Regions from separate parts of the Mus musculus genome. Here regions 1, 3, 4, 5, 6 and 7 are each linked to region 2. A link is a contact called in public HiCAR-type, HiChIP or PLAC-seq and promoter capture Hi-C data. All regions are on one chromosome and are shown on one strand. The core of a region is the stretch at or near the end of the contact, and the rest is flanking DNA. Distances in the headings are between cores, read along the strand shown. Region 1 holds the start of Rab11b (RAB11B, member RAS oncogene family). Region 2 holds the start of Cyp4f17 (cytochrome P450, family 4, subfamily f, polypeptide 17). Region 3 holds the start of Rps28 (ribosomal protein S28). Region 4 holds the start of Angptl4 (angiopoietin-like 4). Region 5 holds the start of Marchf2 (membrane associated ring-CH-type finger 2). Region 6 holds the start of Myo1f (myosin IF). Region 7 holds the start of Pram1 (PML-RAR alpha-regulated adaptor molecule 1).

The links. Promoter capture Hi-C pulls out the DNA fragments that hold promoters and counts their contacts. HiCAR-type assays count read pairs that join an accessible place to other places. HiChIP or PLAC-seq counts read pairs in DNA pulled down with a chosen protein or histone mark.
Region 1: a contact with region 2 is called in a HiCAR-type map of astrocytes, with 3 times the contacts expected there. The contact joins the promoter of Rab11b here to the promoter of Cyp4f17 in region 2. A contact is called at or near these places in 3 of 39 promoter capture datasets (cranial neural crest, hippocampal neurons and liver) and 6 of 115 datasets of contacts at active chromatin or transcription factors (astrocytes, embryonic limb bud, embryonic stem cells and 3 more).
Region 3: a promoter capture Hi-C map of second pharyngeal arch cranial neural crest shows a contact between it and region 2, with 3 times the contacts expected there. The contact joins the promoter of Rps28 here to the promoter of Cyp4f17 in region 2. A contact is called at or near these places in 5 of 39 promoter capture datasets (the 3T3-L1 cell line, hippocampal neurons, liver and 2 more) and 2 of 115 datasets of contacts at active chromatin or transcription factors (embryonic hindbrain and forebrain).
Region 4: a contact with region 2 is called in a promoter capture Hi-C map of hippocampal neurons, with 4 times the contacts expected there. The contact joins the promoter of Angptl4 here to the promoter of Cyp4f17 in region 2. A contact is called at or near these places in 2 of 39 promoter capture datasets (hippocampal neurons and liver) and 5 of 115 datasets of contacts at active chromatin or transcription factors (embryonic forebrain, embryonic stem cells, forebrain and 2 more).
Region 5: a promoter capture Hi-C map of liver shows a contact between it and region 2, with 4 times the contacts expected there. The contact joins the promoter of Marchf2 here to the promoter of Cyp4f17 in region 2. A contact is called at or near these places in 3 of 39 promoter capture datasets (frontonasal cranial neural crest, hippocampal neurons and liver) and 1 of 115 datasets of contacts at active chromatin or transcription factors (pancreatic cancer cells).
Region 6: a contact with region 2 is called in an H3K27ac HiChIP or PLAC-seq map of bone marrow-derived dendritic cells, with 4 times the contacts expected there. The contact joins the promoter of Myo1f here to the promoter of Cyp4f17 in region 2. A contact is called at or near these places in 5 of 39 promoter capture datasets (the 3T3-L1 cell line, the C10 cell line, hippocampal neurons and 2 more) and 1 of 115 datasets of contacts at active chromatin or transcription factors (bone marrow-derived dendritic cells).
Region 7: a contact with region 2 is called in a promoter capture Hi-C map of hippocampal neurons, with 4 times the contacts expected there. The contact joins the promoter of Pram1 here to the promoter of Cyp4f17 in region 2. A contact is called at or near these places in 5 of 39 promoter capture datasets (the 3T3-L1 cell line, cranial neural crest, frontonasal cranial neural crest and 2 more).

What each region holds. Positions count from the first base shown.
Region 1 is chr17:33,758,887-33,762,138 of GRCm38.p6, reverse strand. It overlaps Rab11b (RAB11B, member RAS oncogene family), which reads left to right and starts at 1,653. Exons shown (of 5, transcript NM_008997.3): 1 at 1,653-1,916. The coding sequence starts at 1,877. Gm17251 (a long non-coding RNA gene) reads right to left here and starts at 2,281. Exons shown (of 2, transcript XR_003952408.1): 1 at 1,552-2,281; 2 at 272-597.
Region 2 is chr17:32,505,000-32,508,241 of GRCm38.p6, reverse strand. Cyp4f17 (cytochrome P450, family 4, subfamily f, polypeptide 17) reads right to left here and starts at 1,758. Exons shown (of 13, transcript NM_001101445.2): 1 at 1,664-1,758; 2 at 1,150-1,348. The coding sequence starts at 1,347.
Region 3 is chr17:33,823,307-33,826,438 of GRCm38.p6, reverse strand. It overlaps Rps28 (ribosomal protein S28), which reads left to right and starts at 1,877. Exons shown (of 4, transcript NM_001355384.1): 1 at 1,877-2,005; 2 at 2,093-2,140; 3 at 3,109-3,132. The coding sequence starts at 1,967. Ndufa7 (NADH:ubiquinone oxidoreductase subunit A7) reads right to left here and starts at 1,867. Exons shown (of 4, transcript NM_023202.4): 1 at 1,759-1,867; 2 at 789-838. The coding sequence starts at 1,809.
Region 4 is chr17:33,779,867-33,783,037 of GRCm38.p6, reverse strand. It overlaps Angptl4 (angiopoietin-like 4), which reads left to right and starts at 1,463. Exons shown (of 7, transcript NM_020581.2): 1 at 1,463-1,975; 2 at 2,145-2,255; 3 at 2,391-2,508. The coding sequence starts at 1,646.
Region 5 is chr17:33,717,417-33,720,726 of GRCm38.p6, reverse strand. It overlaps Marchf2 (membrane associated ring-CH-type finger 2), which reads left to right and starts at 2,050. Exons shown (of 5, transcript NM_001252480.1): 1 at 2,050-2,181.
Region 6 is chr17:33,554,429-33,557,649 of GRCm38.p6, reverse strand. It overlaps Myo1f (myosin IF), which reads right to left and starts at 1,943. Exons shown (of 28, transcript NM_053214.2): 1 at 1,794-1,943. The coding sequence starts at 1,796.
Region 7 is chr17:33,636,774-33,639,870 of GRCm38.p6, reverse strand. It overlaps Pram1 (PML-RAR alpha-regulated adaptor molecule 1), which reads right to left and starts at 1,815. Exons shown (of 10, transcript NM_001002842.2): 1 at 1,694-1,815. The coding sequence starts at 1,696.

The sequences.
Region 1 (3,252 bases), core at 404-2,903, 1.3 Mb before region 2:
GATTCCCAGTGCCCACATGGTGGATCACAACTGTCTATTACTCCAGTTAAGGATCCAACATCATCTCTGACCTCTATGGGCACTGCAAACACATAGTGCACAACATGCAAACATAACACACATACACATAAATAAAATTAAGCTGCATTGCTGTTCCTTACTATTCTCCCAATCTCTTAATATCTGTTAAACAAAGACTTCATGGCCCAAATGAGCCACATAATCTCAGGAATACACAAGCAGAGAAAGAAAATGAAATCAGAGAGGTAAATTTTTAAAAAAAGATTTTATTTATTTATTTTATATATGTGACGAGTACACTGTATCTGTCTTCAGACAAACCAGAAGAGGGCATCAGATCCCATTACAGATGGTTGTGAGCCACCATGTGCTTGGAATTGAACTCAGGACCTCTGGAAGAGCAGTCAGTCTCTTAACCACTGAGCCATCTCTCCAGCCCCCGAGAGGTAACTTCCAAGTTACCAGTGTACAAGAGAATCATAAGTTCAAAGTTGGCTAGCACGAGGTGGCGTGTTTAGCGGCGCAGAGCCAGGTGGATCTCTCAGTGTTAAATATCAGGTTCTAGGCAGGGAGACCCTGTGCTCCAAATAAAACAGAACAAGAAAAAAAGAAGTTAGTTCAAAGTAAATATGTATTGTTATCATTCCTTCTAGGCTCCCAGTTACCTGGCAATAGCTAGGTATGACTAACTCACTAGAAAAGGGGCTGTTTGCCCCCCTCCTCTCTTATCCTACACTCTGCCCCTTCTCCCTGGCCGGCCTCTCCTCTTCTCTCTCCACCCCCCTCCTTGCCACTCTCTCTCCCTTTCTCTATCTCTACTCCCTCTTCAATATGAAGCTAGTCAGGGTAACTTGAGGCCTCGTCTCAACAAACAAACAAACAAACAAACAAACAAGCAAACAAACAAAATCAAGCTGGGTGGTGGTGGCCAATGCCTCTAATCCCAGCACTTGGGAGGCAGAGACAGGCAGCTCTCTGTGTTCAAGGCCAGCCTGGTCTATACAGGGCAAGTTCCAGATGGCCAGGGCTACATGGTGCGACCCTGTCACAAAAAAAAAAAAAAAAAAAAAAAAAAAAAACAATAAAGAAAAAAGAAAATCAGACAGGTATAGTCTGATCCATATCACCAATTCCAGTCTAGCTAGGGTTTCATAGTGAAAAACCTGTCTTAAAAAAAGAAAAGAAAAAATATGAGTAATGGTGAAAGCAGAAAACAAGAGAACTTTTTGAGAAGAGGAACAAATAAAAAAGCCTAGGATCCCCATTTGTTTTGGAGGTACTGACATAAGCTTTGTATTTAAACAAAGAACTGGGGAACTGCAACCCAGAGAAGGCACCCCCAATCAACGAACATACGCCCGGAAATGGTCATTTATGGGGCTAGAATAAGAGGTCGGAGGAGACCCACTGATCTATGATGTCATCAGGACGTTAAAGTCCGTAACGTCACCTAGAGGTAGCTCAATTTCCCTTCCCCTACAGGTTCGCTGGAAGGCCCAGTCTGAGTTCAGTCTCTCATTGGTTACGCACTCTGTCAATCCACTTCATTGTTCAAGTGTTCCGTCCCGCCTTCCCCCATCTGCTTTTGATAGGCTGCTGAATCTGTCATTTCAAAAAGGTCCGCATTCCTTCCGCCTTTCTCCGGGAGACCGAGGGCTAGAAGGGTGGATCCCAGGAGGCTCCTACCCCCCGAGCTCGGTTTCTCAGCCTGATTGGCTTGTCCAGGTGCCTGTCACTACCGCTTTCACCGTTGACTGGCCTTTAGACCGCCGCTCTACGCGGCGCCGGTTCCGCCCCCGACGGGTGTTTGTGGTGGGGCTGCGGAGTCGCCGATCCCGCCGGAAGCGCCAGGACAATGGGGACCCGGGACGACGAGTACGATTACCTATTCAAAGGTGCGCCTTGTGGGGTACAGACAGGCGAGGTGGCGGTAGCGACTGGAGGGCCGAAGCCGTGCTACAGGAACAGAGAGCTCAGGGTGGAGGCCCGGACTTCAACGGGGCCTATCCGGGCTGGGAGTCGGAGGAAGCCGGGGCAAGTGGAGTTCGCTAGGCTTCGGGCCCTAGTACGCAGTGGTGAGGAAAGGGAGGCTCGGCGAGGCCTACGGACCCCGGATGCGCCGGGGCGGGGCCGGGGCCTTGGGGGGGTGGGGCCCGAGGTGGTAGGAGAGGCCGTTGGGGCGGGGCGTCCCGAGGGGCGGGGCTTTCCTGGGTTTGGCGGGCGGACTGCGTTGAAAGCAGGATTGTAGCTGGTGTTAAGGCGAAGGAGAAGGTTGTGGGCGTGCCCACAAAGCCTGATTGGTGTGAGCCTTCTAGGACTGACTGACACACCCGGGGCCTACCTTGGAGTGGAGCCTGGATCATGTGCAGGAACCCTATATTATGGTGCTTTGGAATTGGGTAGATTGGGGCCTGTCTGTCGACTAGTTCAAACTCTTGATATTCATGGAGAAGTGATTCAGTTGGTAGCATTCCTAGCAGCAGCATGCTCAAAGCCCTGGATTTTATCACTAACACCGCCTTGGTGATGGTGCAGGCCTGTAGTCGCAACACTTGGGAGGCAGAGGTAGGAAGATCAAAAGTGCAGAGGCCAGGCTGGATTACTGGAACCCTTTCTCAAAGGAAAAAAAGAAAAACCACACATGGACAACGTTAAATGCAGTACCTGTACTATTCTGAAACTTTTTAATAATGGTCCCTTTTACTCCTCCTTATTAGTTTATACAGCCCATATTATCCAGGAAACAGGCCAGTAGTGGTGCACACCTGCAATCCCAGTACTCAGAGTTGGAGGTAGGAGGATGTACTGGCTAGTTTTGTGTCAACTTGACACAGCTGGAGTTACCACAGAGAAAGGAGCTTCAGTTGAGGAAATGCCTCCATAAGATCCAACCGTAAGACATTTTCTCAATTAGTGATCAAGGAGGAAAGGCCCCTTGTAAGTAGGACCATCTCTGGGCTGGCAGCCTTGGGTTTTATCAGAGAGCAGGCTGAGCAAGCCAGGGGAAAGCAAGCCAGTAAAGAACATCCCTCCATGGCCTCTGCACCAGCTCCTGCTTTCTGACCTGCTTGAGTTCCAGTCCTGACTTCCTTGGGTGATGAACAGCAGTATGGAAGTGTAAGCCGAACAAACTCTTTCCTCCCCAGCTTGCTTCTTGGTCATGATGTTTGTGCAGGAATAGAAACCCTGACTTAAGACAGGATTTCTTTGCAGTTCAGAGCCAATCTGGGA
Region 2 (3,242 bases), core at 509-3,008:
ACTGGATATGAGTAAGAAGTCTTTCCAGGATGTGTAGCCATACAGGAGAGGCCACAGTGGTGCCTTCTGGAAAAATAGGAAAAGTGGCTGGCCTAGTAGTGGAACCCTTCATTTTCTAGGGAGCACAAGACAGTCAGTGTGTCACCTCAATACCACAGAGGAAAACAGAGTGCTCAACTCTGACCTAATTCAGACAATGGAGTCCTCTGACACATTTTTGAGGAGGAAGAGTTAGATAAGACAGGGGAGGAATTGGTGGGGCTGGAGATATGGTTCAGAGGTTAAGGGCACTTGTTAATCTTGGAAAGGACATGGTTTTGATTTCTAAAACCTACAAGGTAGCTCACAGCCACCTATAACTCCAGTTCTGGGAGATCCAATGCCTTCTTCTGAACTCTTTGAGCAATAGGCACACACATGGTACACAAGCACCAATGTTGGCAAGATACATACATATAAAATATATATATAATATATAATATATATATATTATATATTTTATATATTATATAATATATAATAAATATATAAAAATATATTATATGTTTTATATATTATATACAATATATAATAAATCTCATTTAAAAAAAGAAAGAAGAAGAAGGAAGGAAGAAAGGAAAGAAAGAAAGAGAGAGAGAGAGAGAGAGAGAGAGAAAGAATTTTAAAAATTGGAGAGGAGGGATGTCAACTTCTGCCATTCAGCATCGCTGTCCCTCAAGAGACTCTGGCCAGCAGAGATGGGCTAAGAAAGGAGCATACCCAATTTATTCCACTAGAAAGGCTCAACTCCAACAACGTTAAGTGAAATAGCACATTGAGGGGGAGAGCTCTGCTCCCTCAACCTATCCTGGGGTGGGGTGGGGTGGGGGGCACTAACAACACAGAACAGGACTGAACAAGCAACAGAAAGAGATCTTAAAACATGAGTTCTTATCAGAATGTGATCCGAAGTTAGCTGGGAACGAGAAAGGGCAAAAAAGAAAAAAGCCTCAAAACGTGGTGTAGACAGAGGCCAGGAGTAGATATGCCGGGTATGTGACTAGATAGAGACTCACTCAGCCTCCCTCCCTCACCTCTCCACCCTCTCACGACTCCCAGGTTCCTAAGAGCCTTTCCTGACACACCAGACCTACCTGCTGCCACACTCACCATGCTCATGTGACCCCAAAACCAGTGCCGCGAAGGGGGCTCGGGGAAGCAGCGGAGACGGCAGTAGTTGTCATAGAAGGCACAAATCCAGGTCAGAATTCGAGCCAGGAACAAGGAGGCCCCAACCAACTGCAGAAGTTGCCATGGGAAGGCAGCTCCAGGCCCCAGTCCCAGCCAGGACAGGCCCAGCTGTAGCATCCTGCAAGAAAGATAGGCCAGAAGTGAGATCCTGAGGCCCAGGAGACAGAGGTGGCCCTCCATGGTCACTGGACAGAGATGGTGACTTAGAGGACTAGAACACAGGAAGGAAAAGGGACACCCAGGGCTACGGAGAGACAGAGAATCAGGCAGGAGAGAGGCAGATAGGATCTGTTTATAGTCTGCGTTGGCCTAGACTGAAGCACAGGTATGTAGCGTAGTAACTGGGAAATCAGGCCTGCCTGCAGAGCCACCCCAGCTGTAACAGAGCTTCCACTGTTCAGTAGGGGCCTTCCGTGTGTCCCAAGTCCGGCACCTTTTCTCAGGAGTAATGCGTCCCAGAAACGTCCGCTCTTCCCTGGAAATGTTTTTGATCCTGGCTACCGGCTGAGCAGGACGATGAGCTGGACTGAGCCAATCCCTCGGTGGCCCAGAGCCCTCCTCCCAGCCTGGGTAGAATATCAAAATGCGGGGGGCGGGGGCGGGGGCGGGGCGGGGGCGGGGCCAACCCGAAGCAATTGGAGCCAATCCAGGGTCACATGTCCAGGCAAGCAGGGTCCTCAGGATTCAACACCTTCCATCTGAACCAAGACAAAGGTGTCTAGAGACCCAAAGTTTACAATCTGTCCCGTTCTCACTAGGCTCCGCAGGTCCTCTGAGGACCTGCAGGCTAGAGGGCAGCAGGCAGTGTTTTCCAGTTCGGACTGAAAGGATCCGAGCCTCTGCCTACCAGCTGCACAACCTGGCAGAATTCTCCCTCCAAGTAATCCAGGTTCCGAGTGGAGACAAGACTTCCAGAAACAAAGAATCCGGCCGTGCTGGAACGGACTAAAAGAGATTCTGAAGATTAAAACTCCCAGCTGAGGGACCAGAGTTCAGTTAGGAAGTAGGTGGGAGGGGTCAAGCTGAGCCGCCAGTCGTGGGGAAATCCAGGCAGGCGAGAAGAGAGAGGGGGTTGTGGGCTCCGGGTCAGCAGCACCACGTTGAGAGCTCCAAGAGAAAAACACCATTCACAATACAAAGGCAGGCCCATCTGAATAACACTATTATTCATTCAACTGAAAGGGTAAAAGCCCAAGGATGCGCAAGTGACGGACTTCAAGCCGTAAAAGATATCTATAACTGCCAACCCAGACTGCTGCATCCAGAAAAGCTGTCTGTCATAAAGAAGGACATTTTTTTTAACTATCAGCGGTAAAAATAGAACAAAGGCATTTATGAGCACTGAGCCAGCTCTACAGAAGATGCTTGATAGAATCCTTCAGGCTGAAGAGGGGGAAATCAGGCCACAAAGTCCAGGAAATAAATAAATAAATAAATAAAACACACTAGAATATTATTAAAGCAAGAGAGGAAGAAGGAGGAAAACAAAATCAACAAAATTGCAGGAATCAACAAACACCTTTCAATAACTCGGGTGTTCTCAGTCTCAACTGCACCCCAGATAAAGGCACAAGCATGGATCTGCTGCTTCTAAGAAATATCTCACTACAAGAGGCAGATAAGATTCTAGCTCAGGGTGAAAGGACGCTAAGCTATCTCAGGGGACAGGAAGATGGCTCAGTGTGAATGCACCTGCAGCCAAGACTAACAGCTTCACTCTGCTCCATAGAACTGACCAGCATGATGAAAGGAGAGAATTGACTCCTGCAAACTGTCCTCTGGCCTCCACACCCATGGCATGACAGGCACGTGTGCCCACACACACACACACACACACACACACACACACACACACAAATAAATAAAATGTTAGTTCACAGACTTTTAAGGGTATGCCAAGGAAATGGACCTAGAACACAAGCAAGCAAGTGTGTTGCTGTTCTATCATCTGACAAAAGAATCTTCAAATGAAAACTAGTGAGAAAGAATAGAGAAGTCACTCATAACCCGGT
Region 3 (3,132 bases), core at 628-3,127, 1.3 Mb before region 2:
GTAAACCTAGTATACTGCTATATACGTATACTGCTATATACGTATAGTGGTATCTACTGCTGAAATCCCAGCGCTTTGAAGACAGAAGCAGGATCATGAGTGTAAGGCCATACTGCAGCTACACGACAATTTTGAGACCAGACTGGGCACTGTTTCAGATATTTCCCTCCCTTGGCGTCTGCTGGGTTTTCACACAGGGGCTCATTCTGAACTCAGCAAAGTGAGGTGGAGTCTCTGAGTGCTAAAGCCACCAACCCCACAAAGCAAGAACACTCGTTTGTATTGGCATCCAAAAGCCTGAGGACAAGGCAAAGACTCATCAGTATATAAATGTGATCAAAACTGACTTTAAGCAATGACTTGGCCTACATGGGCCTCATCCTCCCCCTTCAGTAGCTTGAGAACATAGCATTTCATGTGGGTGGTCACAATGAAGACTGCAAAGCTACCCAAGAGACCAACAAATAATACAACCTATCTCCTAACTATTCCAAGACAACCCAATGAAGTTAAAAGTTAAATTTTTGCTTTCACAGCCTGACAAGAAAGATCTCTGCTCAATTCTCCAAGGAAAGTTCAAGAGAACAGCAAATTTAGGGTTGTTTTTTCACGTTTGTTTATTAGACAGGGGTTAACCTGGAACCCATCATGTAGATCAGGCAGGCCTTGAACTCAGAACTCAGCCTGCCTGTTTCCCGAGTGCTGGGATTAAAGACTGTACCACTATGGCCAGCCTTGGGTTTGGTGGAAGAATGTCAGGATGAAGGCAGCAAGCACGGCCTGCTCACCGCTTGGCGATCTCCTGGTAGCGCAGCTGTAGCTTCGCCTGCAGGTCTTGCTGTGGGAGGAGAGAAGAAGTCAGAAACTAGGGAACCCCAGGATAGGGTTAGCGAACAGAAGTAGCCAGTTAGGGTAAGTTTACAAGTCATGCATATGAAGAAAGGCAAGGGCATGGCTTACAAAACTTTAAGGCTAAGTTTCCAGCCTTTCCAAGATCTAACCTAAAAAGCCTTCCTTTTAAAGAAAATCTCCTCTGTATATGGGTCAATATACTAAACGTGCTTACCCTAACATTATGGGAATTCTCACCCAAACAGTTGCTTACTAAGCTCCAGTGCTAGATATACCTCCTTTCTTGGACCCTAAATTATCTCTCCTCTTATCCATCTCCAACCTCCCAGGAGCTGCAGAGATCTACAGCTTCCCTGACCTCTTTGTTTTCTTCCAAAATCTAAAAACTGGTCCTCAGCCTTCCAAAAACAGGGGCACAAGATTCCAAGCTGATAGCCGGGCGTGGTGGCGCATGCCTTTAATCCTAGTCGGGAGGCAGAGGCAGGCGGATTTATGAGTTCAAGGCCAGCCTGGTCTACAAAGTGAGTTCCAGGACAGCCAGGGCTACACAGAGAAACCCTGTCTCGAAAAAGAAAAACAAAAACAAAAACAAACAAACAAACAAAGATTCCAAGCTGATACGGGGGATGAGGAAACACCTGGTCTCACGTGGGAGACAAATGAGGCGAAGAGAGAAAGGGATAGGAAGAGGGGCGGGGCGGGGGGGAGCTAAAGCCAGGCAATCTAAGGCCAAGGAAATCCCAGTAACCCGGCCAAAAACATTTAGGACCTTGAGTCTGACTACTGGAGTCACAAATTCAGGGATCCTGGATTATCCACTGAACTAAGGAGATGTTAAGGGGGATAGGATTCAAGGGCGTACAGAACCCAAATCCTTCCCGGCCCGGATCGGAACAGCACACGCACCCCAGACGCCCAGTTCCGCAGCTTTTGGATAACGCGAGTAGCGGACGCCATATTCCTTCCGCTCCGAAGGACGCTGGTGACGACTCTGTCCCGAGGATTCCTGGGTACCGCGTGCGGTCTCGCGAGAGCGAAAGTGAGGCGTGGTCAGAGCCGACTATAAAAGGCATCCCCTGCTCACGTGACTCCTCTCCGCCAGATCGCCGCCATCATGGACACGAGTCGCGTGCAGCCCATCAAGCTGGCTAGGGTGAGGCGACTGCGGGTGTTTAGAAACCTGAATAAAGAGAGAAGAAAGCTGAACATGTCGAGCCTAACTTTCCCTTATTTCCTGTAGGTAACCAAAGTGCTGGGCAGGACCGGTTCGCAGGGACAGTGCACGCAGGTGAGTGATGGGAACATTCGGACCACTTCCTGGGGTCGGAGCGGAGTCCTCCCGAGTACCAGGATTATAACTGGATTTGGTGACGTTTAATTCTAGTAGCTAGGTTCAGGGAGGATATGACTTTGTAAGAAACGCGGATACCGTAGTAAGACTGCCTTTGAAAGCTTTGGTGGTTTTTTGTTGGGGGGGGGGGGGTGTTCTAGACAGGGTTTCTCTGTGTAACCCTGGCTGTCCTCGAACTGAGAAATCCGCCTGCCTCTGCTTCCCAAGTGCTGAGATTAAAGGCGCGGGCTACCACTGCCCAGCTAAAAGATTTGGTTTTTAAAGAGGTGGAGTTGGCGGGACCTGTGTGTCAGTAGTAGACTTGCTTACCATACAAAGAACCCGAAAAAACTTGAGTACTGAACTCAAAGCTAGTAATTAAAGATGTCTAAGGAAGTTCACTTGGAGTTCCAGTCAAGCTTAGGCTACAAAATGATCCAGTACCGAAAAAACCTGGGCCACTGTTGATAGTGTGCTTGCCTCGGTCCACCACATAGAACAAGAACGGTAGGGCATCTCACCTACTCCAGGAGACAGACAAGCCTAGGCTAAAGATGCCCTGACCGTTCGTTCCCCTGGCTTATACCCAGGTCTCCCATCACAGCTAATTAAGAAACTAAGGTAGGGGGACCCGTAGATCAGGGCCAGCCTGAAGTAAGTTGGAGGCACCCAGATAAAATTGTAAGTGGGGAGGGTGTTGTAATTCCAGAAGGATCACAGGATTTCAAGGTCAGATCAGGCTACAGAGACCCTATCATGTGAGTGATTCAATGCCTTTGGTCTGGCAAATGAGACCTTAAGAGTAACAAATGCTTGTAACTGCTGAACCATCTGACCTGACCAGCCCCTGTCCCAGGCTCTGGTCCATATTACCTTTCCACCCCACTAGTAAGTAGCAGCATTTAACTCTTGTATTGGGCTTGTAGGTGCGAGTGGAATTCATGGATGAC
Region 4 (3,171 bases), core at 214-2,713, 1.3 Mb before region 2:
TCAGGACCTTTGGAAGAGCAGTCAGTACTCTTAACTGCTGAACCATCTCTCCAGCCTGCTTTTTAAATGTTTAAATGACTGTTTTAAATTGTGTGCATGTGTGTGAGTGCCTGAGGAGGTCAAAGTCACCATAGCTCCTGGAGCTGGAATTATAGGTGACTGTGAGCTGTTGGACTTAGATCCCCTGCAAAAGATGTAAATGCTCTTAACTGGTAAGATAGATTTCCAGTTCCTCCTGGCTTTTTTAGTTGTTGTTGTTGTTGTTTTGTGACAAGGTCTTCTTCCTGGATGGCCTGGAACTTCACTATGTAGACCAGGCTGACCTCAAACTCACAGAGCTTCCTCCAATTGCTTCTTGCTCTGCAGTGCTGGGAGTTAAAGTATGCATAACTATGAATTGTTTTTGTTTTGTTTTGAAACAAGGTCTTGCTGTTTCAGCGTTGACTGGTCTGTAACTTACTATGTAGAGCAGGCTAGCTTGTAGCTTGTACTATTCCCCTGTGTCCTGCGTGATGGGTTTACAGGTGCGTGCCACCAGTTTTGTTGTTGCTGTTGTTGTTTGGAGACCTGGCTCAGAGTAGCCCAGGCTCTCTTAAACTCACTTGTGTAGCTCAAGATGAATTCCACACTCTTCTGCTCCATGCCCCAAGAGCTGGGATGACAGGTCTGTCCTCAGACACTGATCCTCCTTTAACGCAGGTAAATTCCTGGACACCAAGACCCCTGGTGGTGGAGGACAGGCAACAGGAGGAAGCCTAGGGTTGCAATCTCTACAATGTAGACAGAAATCCCAGCTATTGACTATTTGGCCAGGAAGAGGTGACTAATTGAACAAGGGTGTTAGTGATCCTCACAAACACATCTGCAATGACGAATGCTTGAGCTGGAAAGAGCGTGGGAGCCAGAAAGGTGGTGGAAGTGAGAGTGGGGGCAGGGGTTCCGCCTGGTCTGTGGATTAAAGATCTCAGGAAGCCTCTAAGAGGCAGAGAGCAAGGTTCTGTAATCCCCCACTTGCCATCTGAACTCAGCCTACCAGGGAGAGAACTTTCTGCCACGTAACTCTGCCCTACTTTGCTTTTGACTTGAGAAGGGGTCAGTCAAGAAGGCATCCACGTAGCGGGAAGGGGAAAAAAAAAAAAGAAGGCATCTACGTCCTGATTTGTACGCCCTTTCCTCCATTGAACCGGGCTGGGATGCGGGCTAGGGCTGGGAATTTCCGGCCTTAGGATGAACCATGCAGTGCACAGACAGTCACGTCGCTTATTAGGTCGCAAGGAAGGCGAAGCAGCCATCCCCAAGAACTCTTCATACACACACACACACACACACACACACACACACACACACACGCCACACACACACACTCGTAACTACAAAGCCTGTGGCATTGCACCCTAAAACTTGGCCACTCGCTCCGCCCCCGGGCCCCGCCTCCAATGCTCTCCCTCCCACTCCCACACCCGCTTTATAAAGTGGGGCTTTAGGTGCAACCGTGAAACGCTTATGAGCTACGGGCTCCAGATCTTCTTCTGCACCAGAGCAAGTCTAAGTCTGAGCCGGCTCCCCCAGAACTCCAGCTGCTGGGTCTTGAACTCCTGCGTTCCGGAGTCCTAGCGTTGCTGCACCCAAGGCCACCCCCAGAATCATGCGCTGCGCTCCGACAGCAGGCGCTGCCCTGGTGCTATGCGCGGCTACTGCGGGGCTTTTGAGCGCGCAAGGGCGCCCTGCACAGCCAGAGCCACCGCGCTTTGCATCCTGGGACGAGATGAACTTGCTGGCTCACGGGCTGCTACAGCTCGGCCATGGGCTGCGCGAACACGTGGAGCGCACCCGTGGGCAGCTGGGCGCGCTGGAGCGCCGCATGGCTGCCTGTGGTAACGCTTGTCAGGGGCCCAAGGGAAAAGATGCACCCTTCAAAGACTCCGAGGATAGAGTCCCTGAAGGCCAGACTCCTGAGACTCTGCAGAGTTTGCAGGTAGGCGCATCTACTAGGACTCTGACTCTACTTAGACTAACGAGTCTAGTACTCCAGGACCTGGGTGGAGAAGGGCCTCAGAGCAGACTGTGAAAGGGTAGAAGGGAGGGTGAATAAGAGGAGGTTGCCGACATAAAGCCAGGTCTTCACTAGCCTTGCATATCTTCAGACTCAGCTCAAGGCTCAAAACAGCAAGATCCAGCAATTGTTCCAGAAGGTGGCCCAGCAGCAGAGATACCTATCAAAGCAGAATCTGAGAATACAGAATCTTCAGAGCCAGGTAATTACCCCAGCAATTGGCCCAAATGGGAAAGAGGAAACAAAGTGGGGGTGAAATGTAGTGATGAAATGTGGCTAAGCAGTTGTTATGGCATGAGTCAAAAGATCTAACCACCCGTTTCCTGCCCGGTCTTAGATAGACCTCTTGGCCCCCACGCACCTAGACAATGGAGTAGACAAGACTTCGAGGGGAAAGAGGCTTCCCAAGATGACCCAGCTCATTGGCTTGACTCCCAACGCCACCCACTTACACAGTGAGTATCTCTGGTCTTTGCTGTCATCTGGCAACTCCCCAACCACCCCACTTGCCATTCCAATCCTTAGCCTTCTTGTCAGGTCCACCTTAATAGGAAAGAAAGAGATTCTGGCCTTGGGTTCCTGTGGGCTCACTAGGCTCTCATCAAGGGTATTTTTATATATTGCACCCTCTTCACTTATGATCCTGCTTGGCCAGACCACCCCACCATTCTTTCCCAGCAAGAATCTTCCCAAAATCTTATTAGCCGTTAACCAGAACAAGTAGAGGAAGGCAGATCATAAGGAGCTAAAGTTTCAGGGGTTCTGGGAGATGGTGGTGTAGCTCAGGGACATCATGCAAAGGAATCCAGGGCTGTGTGTGGATGTGTGTGCGTTCCCGAGGTTTGGAACCCTCCAACATCTCTTGATGTAACTATAAAAGGGAAAACCAGAGTAAGCACACCCCCACCCCGGCTCCTAGACTAGACACATCCTCTTACATCTTACAGATACAGATCCTTTGTCCTGTATGCTTCCATCCAGTCACATACACATATATACATAACAGTTTCGATCACAATTTCTAGGTCTTAGATTGTGGATGTCCATGCCCAATACTTTGTTTCAAATTGAAGTGTGTGTGGAGCTACGCAGTGCGGGATGGGCGGGTGGGGGATGGG
Region 5 (3,310 bases), core at 801-3,300, 1.2 Mb before region 2:
TGTGTACCACTGCAGACTAAGTACATTTCGGAGAGGTAGAGGCAAGGGGAATACTGTAAGAGTGAAATGAGAAGGAGATATCCTTGGAGATGGTGAACAATAACAAGAGTGATATCAGTCTGAGAAAGTGCAAAAATTGTTCAGCAAATGTCCTTGAATAAACATTTTTGTCAAGTCTCAGTGTCTTCAATAGTAATTTTTGTTATGATAGTTACGAGGCATGGGTGAGCGAAATACTCCTGATTTATAATTTCTGAGTTTTATGCTTTTTTTTTTTCTTTTTCTGCTGACAGGAGGTCTCACTATGGCTGTGTCAAGTAGGCTGGCCTACCTCACAGAATCTACAATTCATAGAGATTTGCCTGTTTCTGTCTCTGACGGCTGGTCTTCAAGGCCTGTGCCAGCACATCTAACTTTTTAAACTTCTTTTTACTGTTGCTGTTGGAACTGAACAAAAGTGATTCTACATTGTTTCTTATATGTTCATATTCTGTGGGCAAATTAAAAAAAATGTTACTAAAGCCGGGCGTGGTGACTCATGCCAGGCATGCCCACACTTAGAACTTGGAAGCGGGATTTCCAGGTCATCCTTGTCTGTATATCCACTTCAAAGCCACACTGGGCTTTAGGAAACCCTCTATCAAAAACCCAACCCAAACCAAACCAAATCAGCATCACCATAACCACCACCACCACCATGAAGCTTAAGGTGTGGCTCAGTGGTGGAGCACCTACCTAATGTATCAGGCTGCTGGCTCCATCACAGGCATTGTAAGAATAATAATTCATACTAATAACGTGGGGCTGTGGTGGCATATGCCTATAATCTTACGCTTGTGAGGGTGAGGCAGGACCTGGGCTACACAGTAAGACCTGTCTCTAACAAATAAGCAAACACAATGATTAAAAACCGCTAATGTTTGTCTCACAATATTTATATTAGTTAATGTGTCCCCAGGGTCTTGCACATGCCTGGACCATAATAATGCTTCCTACAGAATTTTGATCTTTTTGGTTTTCCTTCATATGGTTGGCCTTGCTTTCTGTGTAGTTGAGGGTGACCTTGAACTTCCTGGGTGCTGGGATTATAGGCATGTATGACCAAGCCCAGGGCTTTGTGTATGCTAGGCAAGTACTGCTAAGTGTTCTCTCACTGAAACCAGTGCTAGATTGGCAGACAGCAAACCCCAGCCATCTTCCTGTTTACACCATCTACAGCACTGAGGTTACAGGAGTTCGAGGCCCTATTCAGCTCTTTTATGTGGATGCTGGGGATTTTAACTCAGATCCTCATGTTTGCCATGCAAGAGCTCTTGCCCGCTGATCTATCTCAACAGCTCTTTCTACCATCTGTTGCTCCATTTTTTGAATGTATGTCTTGCTTGAATAATTGATGAGTAAATGATGATGGCTTTAGTTTCCTCCACAGAACTCTAACCCCTTTGGGCGGATTTCCTTCTGCAAAATGTGATCATAGCCACCCTAGGATTGGTAAGTGTGATAAAAATGTAGCTCAGTTCACACTGTTTGTGCCTAGCACGGAAGAAAAACTTCATTCCATTCTAGCTCCCGATAGAACTGGGAAGGTGGAGGCCAGAGGATCAGAGAGGTTATCCTTGGCTACAGAGTGAGTACGAGGTTAGCCTGATCTACATTAAAACTGTCTTTAAAAAACACAACAAACAAACAAACAAACAAACAAACAAACAAACAAACGGGGGCCGGGGGGAGCGGAGAAGAAGGCGGAAAGAAGTTATTTGGCAAGTGTGAAGTTGTTTACTTAAGCTCGCCTTTGTTCTGCTCCAGGCTCTGGCAGCAAGTCTACAGCCAGAGATTGGGATGGGGGAGGAGCTGGGATGAGGCGGGGTCCATTTTGGGGGTGGAGCCAGAACGCAGCAGGGGCGGAGTCAGAAGCTGCGGCGCCGCGGGGCCTGGACCGCCCAGGACGTCCCGTATTTTGAAGGCCCCACCTTCTTGGGCGGGGCGTGTATGCTGATTGGCAGATGATACTCAGAGGCAGTCTTCATTGGTTCGCCGTGCTGTCTGCTCGGCGGGCGGTGCCCGGACGCAGGTGCTCGCCGGAGCCGGAGCAAGCCGCTGCTGACGGGCCGGGCCGGGCCGGGACCCGGGCCAGGGAGAACCGAGGGGCCTGCGCGGTCGCCCGGCCCGGCCGCGGAACAGGTAGGCACGGAACAGCGAATGGGCCTGACCCGAGTATGTAGGCAGGTTTCCCAGGTTCCGGGTTCGAGCCTCCGGCTGAGTACTCGAGCGGGACAGATAGGGCGCTACCCTTGGCCTTACTTAGCCCTGCTCAGGACGCAGGCACCTCAATTATCATTTCAAGGTTGGTGAGAGGTCTCCGAGCCTCGCCACGCAGGAGAAACCTCTGTGAGCCTCGGTTTCCCCATCTAGGAAAAGTGGGTCATCTCGGAGCCAACATGATTTAGGAAATGGCTGATGAGAAAAGCGCCTGGCATACAGTAGGAGGTCAATAAGTGACTAATGTCACTCTGAAACCCTCTTCATAACGGTTCTGTTTGGGTGATTATTAACATTATAAAGAGTTGGGGCGCTTCACAAAAAGCTACTCAGTGCACTGTACTGAAAATGTTGTTTTTCAAACAGTAGTCAGGGACTGCCAAGATAGCTCAGCTGGTCAAGGTGCTTGTTGTCTGAGTTCAGTCTTGAGGTCTCATATGGTGAAAGAAAAACTGACAACAGAAAGTTGTCATTTGGACTCCATAGACACACCCTTGCATGAATATACACCACATACATATGCAAAAATACAAGCAAAATAAATATAATTGAAAACACTTTTTTTGTTTTGTTTTGTTTTTCGAGACAGGGTTTCTCTGTATAGCCCTGGCTGTCCTGGAACTCACTTTGTAGACCAGGCTAGCCTCGAACTCAGAAATCCGCCTGCCTCTGCCTCCCGAGTGCCAGGATTAAAGGTGTGCGCCACCATGCCTGGGGAAAACACTTTTAAAAAAACTCTGTAGTCAGAATTAATGTGGTTAGTGGGAAACATACTAGGTAGAAGTATTAAAAGTAATTCCTTTCATCTAAATGAGTAAATTGAAGTTCAGGGAAGTTAAAGCTGTTGCCCAAGGCCATACAGCAAATAGGAAGTAGAGCTTCTGGGATTAGAACTTAGTTTCTGGACTGGGGGTCTAGCTCAGTACTTGCCTAGCATGCACTAGGCCCTTGTTTTATCTCAGTACTGCCAAGAAAAACAACACACACACACACACACACACACACACACCCTAAAGTAAGAAAGAGATGGATGAGGCCCAGAAAAGCAAAT
Region 6 (3,221 bases), core at 694-3,193, 1.0 Mb before region 2:
CTCGTTCGCTTTCTTCCTTTCTTCCTCCCTCCCTCTTTCTTTCTTTCTTTCTTTCTTTCTTTCTTTCTTTCTTTCTTTCTTTCTTTCTTTCTTTCTTTCTTTCTTTCTCTTTCTTTTTCTTTCTTTCTTTCTTTCTTTCTTTCTTTCTTTCTTTCTTTCTTTCTTTCTCTTTCTTCCTCTTTTTCTTTCCTCCTCCTTTTCTTTCCTCCTCCTCCTCCTCCTCCTCCTCCTCCTTCTCCTCCTCCTCCTCCTCCTTTTAAAAGAAAGGGCTTCATGTAGCACAGGCTGGCCTTAAATTTGCTCTAGTCATGGAGGACTTTGAACTTCTGCATCCACTTCCCAAGTTCTGGGACAACAGGTGTACAGTACCATGCCCAGTTTATGTGATGCTCAGAATGGAACCTAAGGCTATGTGTATGACAGTAAGCATTCTACCCAGAGCCCAGACTCAGCCCCAGCTCTCACTGGCTTTCTAAAAAAATGGTCTCTTTCACCTCACCTCCCTGCCTCCACTCCAGTCCTGTTTGCTATAACCTCCAAGAACCCCAACAACTATTCTTTTCCTAAGAACATGCCCTTGTTCTCATTGACAGAATGACAAAAATTGAAAGCTGAAGTGAACTGTGGGTTTGTGGAGCCATGGGGTGATTTGTGTAATCACTACTGGCTTTTATTGTATGTGCCATGATGCTGCTAAGTCTAGACCCATGCATGGTGCTGATCATTCTCCAGCCTTCTCATCATCAACAGACTTCAACTTGAACTTGTAGTGACATCTCTGTCTGCAGCGTCTCCACTGCCATCCTTGGGTAGTAGGGAGAACGGTCTCTCCTTTGTATACCTTTCCTCTATCCTTTCTCCACCTAGTCCTCCATCTCCTCCTCTTTTTTTCTTCCTTCCTTCCTTCCTTCCTTCCTTCCTTCCTTCCTTCCTTCCTTCCTTCCTTTCTTTCTTTCATTAGGTATTTTCTTTATTTACATTTCAAATGTTATCCCCTTTCTTGGTTTCCCCTATGAAAACCCCCATCCCCTCCCTCTCCTCTTCTTTCTATTCCTTATCTCCATTCCTATTTTTCCTTTTCTTCTCCTAGCTCTCTCTTCCCCCTCCTTTTCATCCTTTGCTATCTTCTGCCGCACACCCACATCTCCAACTCCTCCTTAGTAAAATTAACTGGTCCTGGAAGTTAAATGAGGATGATGATGACTTATTTTCAGTGCTAGAGATGATACCCAGGATCTTGAGCACACTAGCCAAGCACCCGCACTGAGCTATCATCTGCCCCTGTGATTGTTATAGTCAAACCACCTAGGATCACTTGCACTGTTATCCCACCCCATGAGAGTGGCCAAACCTACAGATCCCTCTGATGAATGTTCCCAAGAAAAGCCCTACACCCCTCAAACACTCCTTTCTCCAGACCAACTTCTAAATAAGAGTTCTAGAAACAGAGGCTAAGAGAGGGAAGAGCTTGTTTCAAACTGCAGGGGAAGACTAGTTCTGAGATGAGTTGATAACCTAGTTCTCTAAGCCCCTGAAAAGGGACATGTTCTCTTCCTGACGACTGTGTAATTCCTTCAGGGACACTTTCTTTCCTATTTATGTTGCAGTATTGGTCCTCATACCCAGCCTGGCAGATGCAGATTGGAGCTTGATTCTTGGTGAGGGACATGGGGTGCTCTGTGCTGTCCTATGGAACTCTGTCTCTGAAGGCTCTGTGGTTCTCATAACCATTGCCCCAAGTTTTGAGGGTGCTACCAGGTTACCACTCCCAGATCCCACCTTGAACAACTTACCATGGTGAGGGATGGTATGTAGGCTCCTGTGGGTAATGACAGGGGTGCAGGCTCAGAGGGTTCTAGGGGGTGGCTCTGGCATGGCTCTCCTCCTTCACAGGCTCTTGGCCCTAGTTCCTCTTGTAACAGCCCCTCTTTTACTTCCTTTGCGGGAGGGCTCATGACCACAGGGGAGGGAAGCTGAGGGCGGGGACAGTGCTCTGAGCTCTAGCAGCAATGACAGGGCTGAGGGAACCGTTTGGAGCTTACCCTGAAGGGATAGGTCAAAGTTGGCGGGCAGTCACTGCCAGACTAGAGAAAGTCCTTTATCCATCATCTACCTCAAGAAAAGAGTTACAGCAAAAAGCACCCAAATCAGCTGACTGCAGGACTGGCCGCTTAGTTCTCTTCAGAATCAGGGGAAGGAAGTACCATTTCAGATGTGTGTCTGCTCAGAGTTCCCATGGAAACCCTTTATGGTCCTCCCTGTAGACTGTTCCTCCAAAGCCAGGTCTGTTAGTAAGGGAAGTTTAACTGGAGTAGAAGACACCACAAGACTTATTTCCCTTTAATGTCTGTATTTCTCTTTGTGTGCGTTTCTATATGGGTGCATATGAATGTGTGGAGGGAGGTCAGAAGACAACCTTAGGTGAGTGCCAGTTCTCACCCTTCTCCTTGAAATAGGCATCACTGTTGTTTTCCTACTGTGGAAATCAGGCTAGTCTGCAAGCTTCCTGGATTCTCTTGTCTCCACCTCCTATCTCCATGTCTCAGATATTTGTTACCTTTATCTGGCTTTATGTGGGGTCTGGGGATTCAAACTCATGCCCTGATGCTTGTTGTGAAAAGTGAGCTATTGGCCTTGAGAGAGAGAGAGAGAGAGAGAGAGAGAGAGAGAGAGAGAGAGAGAGAGAGAGAAAGAGAAAGAGAGAGACACAGAGAGAAACAGAGACAGAGACAGAGAGACAGAGACAGAGACCGAGACCTTTGGAACCCAGGAGGCACTGGATCTCTGGGAGTTTACATCTGTTAACCACCTGATATGGGTGCTTGGAATTGAACTGTGGTCCTCTGAAATTACAGGAAGTAATCTTCTATCCAGTTGAGCCTTCTATCCAGCAAGCACCTCCCACTGTCACTCCACCCCAAATCTGGATATTGTTGTGGTTTTTGTTTTTGAGATAGGGTTTCCACTGTATAATTTTGACTTGTCTGGAGTTTGTAAGTAGCAAATTTGGTCTCAAACTCAGAGATCCTCCTGCCTCTGGATTGTGGGGCCCAAAGATGTACACACCATTCCTGGCCCAATCTGGGTTTTCACACTTACAGCCTTGCTGTTTTCCTGACTTGGCTCTATCAGCAGCAGCCAGCACATGTAGGGCCTACCATACGTTAGCTCAGTACTTGGTCTTTGGAAGACCAGATCACAAATGAGTCTTCTGTTGACAT
Region 7 (3,097 bases), core at 566-3,065, 1.1 Mb before region 2:
AGTGGTCCCCCCACCCCGCCTCTGTCCTGTCTGTAATGCATACCACTCAATGCATGGGTCTCTCCTCTTCCTCCTCTGTGTCTTTATGATAATGCTCCTTAAGGGTGACCTCGGAGATAACCCCATTTTAAATCAGTTTTCTCTTCCCAGTTGCCCACAGTCACCAACATTTTCTACTCTCTTTGTCTCCCATTACCTATGAAGTTTTTTATATTAGTTCTTATATTAGGGTTGTTTTGAGGATTTTTATTTTTGTGGTGTTAGGGATGGAACTTAGCACCTTGCTAAACAAGCTCTAGCAATGAACTATATCTTCCCAGTGATGAGGGTTTTTTGTCATCGTCCTCTCCTCCTCCTCTTCCTCCTCCTTTTTTTTAATTTGTTTTTTGAAGCAGGGTCTCATATATCCTGGGCTGGCCTCAAACTTGCTTTATAGTTGAGGATAACCTTCTGCCTCTGCCTCCCATGTGCTGAGATTACAGGTGTGTGCCACCATTAGTTTAGCTTGCTTGCTTGCTTTTCTTTTTCTCTTCTCTCTTCTCTCCTCTCCTCTTCTCTCTTCCTCTCCTCGCCCCCCTCTCTTTTTCTTTCCTTTCCCTTTCCCTTTTCCCTTTTTCCTTTTTCCTTTCCTTTCCTTTTTTTGTTTTTTGTTTATTTTAAGTCAGTTTCTCACTATGTAGCCCAGGCTGGGATTCAACAGTTCTACTGCTTCAGCCATCTGAGTGCTGGCATTACAGGTGTATACCACCATACCCATTTTGACTATAAATTGTTAAAATTTAGTTGGGGGGACTAGAGAGATTTCTCAGTAGGTAAAGTACTTGTCATGCAAGCCTGAGTTCTAGCTTCAGTACTCATACATAACAAAGTCAGGAGCAGTACCTGTCATCCTAGTTAGCTCTGGAGAGCTTAGGCCAGGAGGCCCTCTAGGGCTTGTTGGCTAGCCATTCTAACTAAGTTAACAAGCTCTACATACATCTATCTAAGATGTGGGTATTAGGTGTCATAGTCCCTGACATGTCTCATGAGGACCAGAAGGGAGGCTCCCCAAATGTACAGGCACTATATGATATGTTTAGAACATTTCTGGTGCTCTCAAGTCTGACCTGCTCTTTGCCATAGGTGCTGGTAGATATCCCCAGCCTATCTTCACCAAGGGTAAAAAAGATTGGAGGACAGAGAGGACAGAACCTTGTAAATCTATCTAGAGATGGACTCAGAAGGATCTCTGGGAAGGAAGCAATTCTTGCCTGGGGTCAGACATTTCTTTGTTGAAGCCCCAGTCTAAGTGAGTTGATGACCACAAGGGTAGATAAGGAAGGGTTTAGCAGAGCACAGCTTGGGTAACGGACTGGAGATGGGGACTGGTGTAGCAGGTGCGTGACCCATTTAATCACTTCACAGGAAACCTCTGCTTATATCCCAGCTGCTGACCTGGATTGAGGGTATATCATTCCAGGCAGACCCAACCAGCACCACACTGCCTTGCAGTCACAGATACAAAGCTGGTCCACAAGAGCTCAAGCTATTATGCCTTGGTTGTTTCTTATCTTTTCCTGTGCCATCTCATCCCCAAGACTGTTCTAGCTCTGTTCTGCTAGGTTACCCATGAGGGCATATTTACCAGTTCCCCAGTTTCTACTTGGGACCCTTGTTACCTGAATGAACTTCCAATGGGGGCTTGAGGACTCACCATGGCTTCAGGGGATGATGAACCACAGGGTGAATGAGCTCTGAGCTTAGGCTTCTGCCTTGAGGAAGTTAAGTGTGGTTTCTGCTCCACGGGCTGACACACCAAGTCGGAGCTGTTGGGCTGGGGAGGGCAGAGGAGGAAGGAGGCGGAGATAGCCTTTCTGTCCCCTCCTTGAGTTCCTGCCTGTCCACTACTGTCCCCAAAGTCAGGTCATTAGACCTAAGCACATCTATAAAGCACAAGTTTCCTAGCTCCTACTAGCCTCTTGATTCCCTATTGTCCCCCTTAGTTTTAACACTTTGGGGTCCTGACAAGCTTTGTCTCTGAAGAGGCAAGCTTAGGACAAACTCAGGACAGTCACAGCACCTTAGTGGGGATTTTATGGCTTTCTCTGGGTCTTAAGACGTCTCTAAAGAGGTAGACCTAGGATATGGCTGTTGCAATGGTGAGGACATATCTGTCCTCCTGTATTGCTTCATCTACCTTGTTTCACCATTTGTACTCTCAACAGGACTTCCCTGTTAAGGTGACAAATGCCCCATCAGCCAGGGCTATGCACCCAAAGCATCATCAACTGGGATAAGCAGACTTATGGGTGGGTGGCATTAAAAGATGTCTAAGTCCTGGGCTGAAGGGACATCACTGTTGCTGTGAAGGTATGGGGTTTTAGGACCTCTCAAGTTCACAGTGGTTAAAGGAAGCAGAGAGAGGAGAAACAAGAAAACTGGATTGCAGGAAAATGAAGCCCAAAGTGGGACAAAGGTAGATATAGGAAAGGAGAGCCCTGACACGTGATTCAGTCCACAGGAACAAAGAACACTCAGCAGGGTTCAGAGGTATGATTCTCAGTTTGGGAACAGAATAGAATTCTTTGAGCTGTTAAAAAAATATCTTCCAGAGATTCTGATGTCACCAGTCTGGGATGTGGTCCAAGGAGGAGGACTACTTACACCCTAGCAGGATGGTTCTGGTGTATAGATGAGTGTACATGTGTCTATGTCCCTGGAGTCACAAAGTACATGCTCTAAGCAACTGGCGTAGTGGTGCATACTTGTAATCCCAGCAGAAGCAGGAAGTTCACTACATTTCCAAGGTTAGCCTAATCTACATAGTGAATTTCAGGCCAGCCAGCACTACATAATGAGACCCTGACTCAGAAACGTAACCAAAAAAGTACATGTTCTACCCAGGTATAGTGGCACACATCCGTAATCCTCGCATGTGGGAGAAGAGGATATTAAGTGCATGACCATCCCCCGGCTGGAAAGTTGAGACCCTGTGAAGGAAGATAACATAAACTAAATCCAAAGTTTGTAGCTCTGTTGGTAGTGTACTTATATAGCATGTACAAAGCCTTAAATCTGATTTCTAGAATCTCATAAAACAGCACTTGGGAGTTAAAAG